Linked DNA regions of Macaca mulatta: region 2 is linked to region 1. The links are chromatin contacts, called in public Hi-C maps. All regions are on one chromosome and are shown on one strand. The core of a region is the stretch at or near the end of the contact, and the rest is flanking DNA. Distances in the headings are between cores, read along the strand shown.

The links. A called contact is a pair of places that touch in the nucleus more often than the background predicts.
Region 2: a contact with region 1 is called in a Hi-C map of cortical neurons, with 6 times the contacts expected there. The contact joins the enhancer-like site here to the promoter of LOC144337349 in region 1. A contact is called at or near these places in 4 of 14 Hi-C or Micro-C datasets (cortical neurons, fetal cortex germinal zone, fetal cortical plate and 1 more).

The regions. Positions count from the first base shown.
Region 1 is chr1:16,422,346-16,426,355 of T2T-MMU8v2.0, forward strand. It overlaps LOC144337349, which reads right to left and starts at 1,722. Exons shown (of 3, transcript XM_077981986.1): 1 at 1,692-1,722; 2 at 1,336-1,586; 3 at 1-314. The coding sequence starts at 1,722. The coding sequence ends at 3. It overlaps SIPA1L2 (signal induced proliferation associated 1 like 2), which reads left to right and starts at 703. Exons shown (of 23, transcript XM_077998594.1): 1 at 703-860.
Region 2 is chr1:17,168,148-17,172,157 of T2T-MMU8v2.0, forward strand. The region is part of intron 8 of DISC1 (DISC1 scaffold protein); the gene reads right to left. Among named protein-coding and RNA genes, the nearest start is that of DISC1, 160 kb to the right of the region's middle. Within about 2 kb of position 2,159, at least 1 of the 40 cell types and tissues checked has an H3K27ac peak or open chromatin away from gene starts, as enhancers often do. A contact at or near this core is called in cortical neurons, where this site is marked.

The DNA of each region.
Region 1 (4,010 bases), core at 472-2,971:
TATTAAGGAGTGGGTTCCTCTTCATCTATTAGACAATGGACATTTGCAGCTGTAGCAGCAAGACCCACCTCAATGACCACCCACTGATCCAGGATCTGCTCCGAGCTGCAGTCGATTTGTGCTTTAGGGATCAAAATGCTGGAGGAGATGTAGTTCTTCTCCTCAAGGCCCTTACAGACAATGAAACGTGCAATAAGGTGAAACGTGAGTATGTCCTCCCTAGGCACTCCCAGGAAAAGTTCCTTCACGGGTGCTGCTCCTGTAGGGTTTTGTTGAGTACATAGGAGATAATGTTGATATCTCTTGTAGAGTATCTACAATGAATGAGAATACACCTGTCAGATGGTGAGCTCTTGAAGAGCCGAGCCTTATGTCCTGTGCATTTTATATTCCCAGCACCTAGCATGGTCTGGAACATCAGAGGATCTCCACGAATGTTTGTTAAATGAATACATGACAATCTTGTAAATGCTGATAATGGGGTGACAGTTGGGAAACTCATCAAAACCTGGAGTGCTCAGGAATTGTATTATGTCACAGGATTGCTTTTTGACCTGTTTAGTTATACCTAATCCCACAGATTATACCTATAATTTAAAGAGATACAAAAGATTGTATAATGTGTACAGCTTCAGATCACAGAGAAATATAGTGTGGGAGGGACCGCCTGTATTTAACTTTTAACAGGGCTGTGTTCTAGGAAGTGTTTGTGATAGGGAAGTAGAGATAACATTCTCTCTTCAGGAAGAAGTCTGACTCTAGAAGGGGAGGAACTGAAAGCCCCAATCCAGTCTCTGGGAACCCAGCTCAAAACTCTGACAAAAAGGTCTGCTCAGGAAATCCTACGGTGTCGCTGGAAGGTAAGTTAGAGGCTCCCTCCACCTGCTTTATTATTTCTGCGTATAGATGACTGTTGCTGTCCATTTAGGCAGAGTCAATTCCAGTCTAGCTTAAAAGATTCTTCTGAGACCCTTTAATCTTTCTGCATCTAATTCAAATGTCAAGCAATTTACAGTAATAGTTTCAAGTAATGCTTCCTCAAAGGTGAGTCAACATTTCTAAGAAAGTAGAAACGTTGGGTATAAAAAGTTCAATTTTTCCTCGTCGGAAAAACGATCCAAGACATTTCTACCGTGGGCTGAGCGCTGCCTGGAGGGCAGGGAGGAAGGGCTGAGCGGACCGGGCTGGCATGCGGGTGCCTGGAACTGCTGGTCTCTCCGTTTTCCCTGGCTTCTAAAGGTCTCTTAGCAGCATTTCCTGCACGCTGGCACCCCCTGTCCTCCTAAGATTTTACTGCCTGCGTGTTTCTCTGTGATTCCCCACCCTCCGACCCACCGGGCCCGGGGCGCCCTCCGGGGGCCGGCACACAGCAGGGTCTTGCTTCCTCGCGCTGTCTTCTTCATATGGGATCACTTCGAGATGCGGCCGTTTGGGCGTTTGCGCGGCCTCGGCGATTCTGTGGCGTCTTGGGCTGTGTATGTAGCCCCAGCGGCCGAGGCTCACGGATCCGAACGCCCGGCCGCCACGTCTGTCCCAAGTTGGGCGACGGGAGGGCCGGGTGGGGTCGCGCCTGCGCCAGAGGAAGGCTCAGAACCAGACTCGGGGTTTTTAACTTATTCCTCAGAGGGACGAAAGCGAGTACCGGCGAGGACGGCGACAGCTCTCTATAAGCCTGAGTCCAGGTAGGCTGCCCGGCCCTCGAGCTCGCCCAGCGCCGCTCATGCTGCGCTCCACAGCCCCCTCCCCAAGAAAGGCGTTCGGGCCCCTCCCGGACGCGCCGCTCCCGCGCGCCGCGGGGCCTGGGAACAGCGCACCGGCTGAGCCTGGTGCCCGGCGGGCGGTGAGACTGACGGCGCCCGCGCCCAATCGTGGGGCGGAGCCGAGGGGGCCTGCAGGCGGCGGCCAATGGGAGCCCACAGAGCGGGCGGGGGGCGGTGCCGCCTGGCGGGCGGGCGGTGGCATCGGGAGCCGGCGCGGCAGACTGGGAGCCCGGGAGGAGCCGGCGGAGCGAGAGGAGGAGGAGGACGGAGGAAGAGCGCCGCGCCCCCGCCGGCCGCCCGAGTGCAGGCCGAGAGCTCCAGCCGCAGCCGGCGGGTCCGGGCCGCCTCCGCCGGAGCCCGGCGCGGGGAGAGTCCGGGCCGATGGGCAGCCCGGGGCAGCGGCGGGCGGCGAGGCGGCAGCCCGGGTACGCGCCACCCGGCGCGCACAGGCTGTAGCAGGTCCCGGCGGACGGTGTTGCGAAGGTTCGTGTCGGGGAATCCGACGGGCAGCGTGGCGAGGGTAGGTTCGGGATGGCTACGGCCAGGCGGTGACTGTCCCGAAGGGGAAGGGGATGCCCTTCGGGGCGCTTCGGGGGACTGACGGCGGCGAGGGGCGCGGGGGTGCGAGGGGCACGGGGCAGGGTCCGGCTTGTAGACGCAGATGCACCCGCGCTCCCGGGCCCAGGCTAGGAGAGGAGCCGTCGCCGCCTGTTCTCTCCAAGTTATCGATCGTCTGAAAGGTTATTCCCGTGTCGGCGACACAGGCACTGAGGAGGACCTCCTCCAGGTGCCCAGAACTCCGCTCTGACTAACGCTCTCTGGAAGGGCTCGCGGTTGCCCGACGCAGCTCCCCCGGCGCGCCTGGCGGGCTGACGCCGAACTTGCTGCGGGGCTAATTCCCCTTCTAGAAGGGGTGCGCCCCGAGCGCGCGCCCTCACCGGGACGGATCCCTCTTTGTAAGACCGTGAGCAGCCGGGCGAGCGCCCTTCTCACTCAGCGCGACCTTTCTTCCCACTTTGCCAGCTCCTGTGCCTCCCCGGGTCTTCCCGTGTCAGTGAGGGTAGTTTGCCCACGTCCTAGGAATATCCCCAGGAAAACCTACAGATTAATTTTCAGCCGTGCCGCAAACCCAAAGAATCAATTTCGGCTCATCATCTACAAGAGGAGCCGAGGCTTCTCGGAAAGAGAGAACAACTTGGCATTACTCCTCTGGGAGATATTTGTCATCATTAACCTGCTTCAGTTAAATTAATTTAGCCCAAGATGACTCTGGCCTGAGTATTGGAAAAAATCAAGTGCATTGGTCACGGAATTATGCTCAACAAAACACGATTTTGGTCAAAATAAAATTGTAGACATTTTTGATTTGGTTAGATTGAGACTGGGTTTTGACAAGGATGGCTTTTTTCAAAAATCAAGGAAAAAAACCCTCAAAGAATCTTGGTGGTTCTCATGGCTTTGCTCAGTGAAGTTCAAAATAGTCGCACAGATTTTTCTTTTCTTTGCCTCTTTTGTCTGCAGTCTCCATTCTAAACGTTAACACTAGATGGCTTTCTTATGACAGACGTTTAGTAAACTGCCCATTTGAGTTGCGTTTGTGTGCAGCCTAGGTTGTAATTTTTCTAGTGTTACAATTAGTAATTGAAGAAAAAAGATCTCCCAAACTGTTGCTTTTTATTACTTTCCTAGAAAACCTACACATACCAGTATCTTTGCGGATATTGAGAGGTGGCCTATTATTTTTGGCATTCCTAAAGTTGAATTTCAAGAGACAACTTGGTTACTGTATTTAGTTACATCATTTAAGAATGTCTGTTTCATGTTTGGACTTAAAGAATTCAGAGTTCTGTTTTGTCATCCCGTTTAGACAATATTTCCACTTAAAAGATGTTTACTGCTTGATTGAATTTCACTGCTTGATTCAGAGTTATAAGAGAGTATTATTCATGAGAAAATGCCATCTTAAGTTTTGGGTATAAATCACGTTGATTCCTCCAAAAGGATTCCATTGATCCATTTTGGGAAGAGATGCAGTTAAAGTATCTGCATGATTCATACCAGGGATTGTGTTAGGGACATCTTCTCCCCAGAGGATATTTGATTTTTTCATTTCTAAGCACAAGCCCTTTTATGACAAGCACAATAGCCCGTAGTTTCAGCAGTAACAGCAGCAGCAGGCTCCCAGTGATGTTTTTTAAGCACTTTTATTCTAAAGCAAGATCATGGCAGCCTGTCCAAATCTTGCCTAGG
Region 2 (4,010 bases), core at 909-3,408, 750 kb after region 1:
CTTTGCAGAGTCAGAGGCTAACTCTGTCACTTATTTGCTATGAATGGGGGCATTTTTTACTTACATGAGCCTCAATTTCAACAAACTGAGAACAATGTCTACCTTCAAGGTGAGAAATAAACTCATATTCATAAAGTATTCCCAACTGTGCCTGACACATGAAATCTCCAGCCATCATCACATCAGCACTCCATGGTGCAAGTCATTTTGAAATGATCACCTGATTGGAAAATATTACCAAACTAAATGTCTTTCCAAGTGCAACAAAGATATTCAGATGTTTCCTGGGTCACTTGAAGTCACCATTATTAACCCAATAAATGGCCAGAGACACTTATATCCTCTCTAAGTGAAGAAGAATGAAGATATCCTTCTAGTTCTGATTCTATAACATTAACTAAGGGTTGTTTAGATACCATCCTTAAGTAACAAAATATTACAAAGCAATCATACCCCAGATACTTCAAGACAGAAATGGCATCTGAAAATCAGAAGAAAAAAAATTTACCAAGTTCTTTCATAGGCAGACTATTATTCTTATGCTCAAATAACTAAAAACTACCTACTAAAACTACGGAAAACCATTGAAGTAGTCATTTCTTGAGTACACTCCTTTGGAGTCCAATTATGACACCACTAAGGGAATCCTCACAATGGAAAACAGTTGCCATGAGTGACGAGAACACCAAGAATGCTCAGCTCAGAGGCAGCATTCCGTCTCTGCTCTGCCTAATAATAGCTGCTGAAGCTATTTCCAGCCACTTAGGCCTCTGAGTCTCAGATGCCTCATGTATAACACCACCTACTCTACAGGGTTGTTTTGTAAATCAGAAACGAAATAACGATGATAAAGCTTTTTATCATCTGTAAAGTAATAAAACTGTTGTCAGGTACGGTGGGTGCTGGAGCCATCCTCCTGGTGAGAGCCAGTTGATAAACTTTCAAGAATTTTGTGAGCCACTTGTTAAACCAGAAATAGCTGGAAATCAGCCATGGTGGGAGATTTACACTATGGAAATAGCCAGACGTTGCCAATCAGGACTTTTTTTTTCCTGGAGAACTGGTTCCTAAACATTTAACAGCACACTATTGGTCCTAGTCACTGTTGTAAATAGATATAAAGCTTCCTAGGCCTACAGATGAGTGAGCAAATATTAATGGGAAAGTTATCTACTATGAGGTGATATCTCAATCAGATTCTTTTTAATTCACTGTACGGGCAATGCAAAAAATAAGAAAGCATACTAAGAGATGAAAATGGAAAAATATCACGTGACAGCAACCTCTTGTACATGCTGTGGTCTGGCCTTGATATTGAATGGCATCATCAAATTGCATAATCACTAAGATCTACCAAAACATAAAGCAAGTTAAAAGATAAACGTTACTCCAGATATAGCGGCTACTGTAGTGAAATCAAAAAGAAATAAATACAAATAACTAACTAATAATTAGGCTCTGAGAAAAATTCAGTCAAGTATGTCCTTTCTGAGAAAAAAACTTCCAAAATCACAACAACCAAAAAAAAGAAAAAACTTGTCAAAATCAATGACAGAGTCTGGGTGCAGTGGCTCACACCTGTAATCTCGGCACTTTGGGAGGCCAAGGTGGGAGGATTGCTTGAGGCTAGGAGTTCAAGACCAGCGTGGTCAATGTAGCAAGACCCTATCTCTAATAAAAATAAATAAATAAATAATAATAAAAGCAATGACAGAAAAGGCTCTTAACCCCAAAATGTAAGAAGCACTCCACCCAAAGGACACTCTCAATCATGTTTCATGGCATCTTTGTTAGACAGATAACCAGTCCCACCCTGATGGATTTCAATTCATACAATGGCACCATCACAGAGCCCAGATGAAGCTCCTGTTTCCGATGTTCTTCAAGGACTTTCCTGTACCGACATTCACAGCAACAGAACAAAACTAAGTTGAAGACTTTCTTTAGATAAAGGAAATAGAAAAAAAAAAAAAAGATTGTTTTTACCGATACCATTTGAAGGCAAAAGTGCCCTTAGGGAAAAAAAAATTGATGAGGGACAGAATCATCTTCAGCTGCTAGGTCCAAAAACGCAGTCTGCAATTCTGCCAAACTTATCCCACACAGGACTCTGCTGGCACAGGTTACTCTACAGCAAGAGGATGAAACTGGCTTAGATTAGAAAGATTTGCCCCAATTCAAGGAATGAATCAGTGAGAGATAAAGGGTAGGGAAATGTGTCTCATTCAAGCCAAATTTCAGTTTTTGCAAGTGCAAAAAGATAACAAAAAATGAGAAATGCGGGGAATGGAAAATGCCTGATAGTGATAAGTCTGAAGATAGAAATGAATTGACTCTGCAGCAGGCAAAAATATTATGACATGCAGCTAGGAGGGAAAAAATGTTGGCCCTTTATTTTCCTAAATTCTTTCCTGAAAACGTGGGCTTTTCATATCTGCTTAACCCTGAGAAGGCTCCAAACACACACACGATAAGACATTACACAAAATTTTTTTTGATTTATAGGTTGAGCATCTCTAATCCAAAAATCTGAAATTTGAAATACTTCAAAATCTACTATTTTCTGAGCACCAACATGATGCTCAAAGGAAATGCTGATAGGAGCATTTTGGATTTTGGATTTTTTGGATTAGAGATGCTCAACAGGTAAATAAGCAAATATTCAAAAAAAAAAATCCTATATCTAAAACACTTCTCATCCCAGGCATTTTAGATAAGGGATACACAACCTGCATTATTATGTTGAACGTGTCTTTGGCTTAGAGTATTGTCAGTTTTTCATAAACTAGAAAAATCAATCAAATGCCAAGATTCTTTAAAGTTTTATAGATTTCTGCAATAAAATCCTAAACTATTTAGAGTTAATTTAGTTTGCAAATATGAAATTGTATGGAAGAAAAAGACATCACTCCATTTTCAGTTTTTTACCCTTGATTTCCAATTTTCTGTGGTACAAGATCTCTACCTAAATCCACGTTAAAGCATTAAATTTAATCTCCTTCCATCACTAAGCCTTTTACAGAGTATGAAAACTGGCAGCCACCTTGCCATGGGAGCCCACATTCTCTCTGACTGACAAACTTTGTACTGCTGGAACAATACGTGGACGGGAAACAGGAGCCCCAACAGAAAGCTCGGCTCATCAACCCTCCAAGTCCTCAGTTTTCGACTAACACAGAACCTGGCAGGAGAGCCCAGGCTTCCCCACTCTCTGGCACTCATGCTCTCCATCATCTACTGCTGCTTCTTGTTTTCTTAAGAAGAAAAACTCAGTCAAAATGCAAAAGAAAAGAGAAAATGGTTACATAGAAATCCACTTTCAGAAAGAGCCAGAAGAGATTTTGATGTAACGGCAACAAAAAATTTTGAAGTAGGCAAGAAATGGATGTTTCAGACTGAATGCTTGTGCCCTCCCAAAATTCATTTGTTAAAATCCTAACCCCAAAGGTGATGGCATTAAGATGTAGGGCCTCTGGGGGGTGACTAGGTCATGAGGGTAGGATCTCCATGAATGGAATCAGTCCCCTTACAAAAGAGGCCCCAGAGAGCTCCCTCACCGCTTCCAGAATGGGAGGACATATGGACATACGGACAATGGAAAAGGCACCATCTATGAACCTGGAAACAAGCCCTCACCAGGCACCGAATCTATCACTGCCTCGATCCTGGACTTCCCAGCCTCCAGAACTGTGAAACATACATTTCTGTTGTTTATGAGCCACTCAGTCTATGGTACTTTGTTACAGCAGCCCAAATAGACTAAGATAATGGAGATAAATAGAAAAGAAATAGAGGAGGGTGGACAGACCTAGATCACTGATGAAGAAACAAGTGAAAATGTGTCAGACAGACATGGGGCACATCACAAAATTTTTTTAGTGGGGGGATTGTATAGGAAACTAGGTATTATTTCTAAGCTGAATTCTCAGAACCAGAAGTATGCTGGTTTCCAAAATAGGTTGATGAAATGCAGCTCCCATAGATGAGACCGTGAGTTCGGACACCATTCC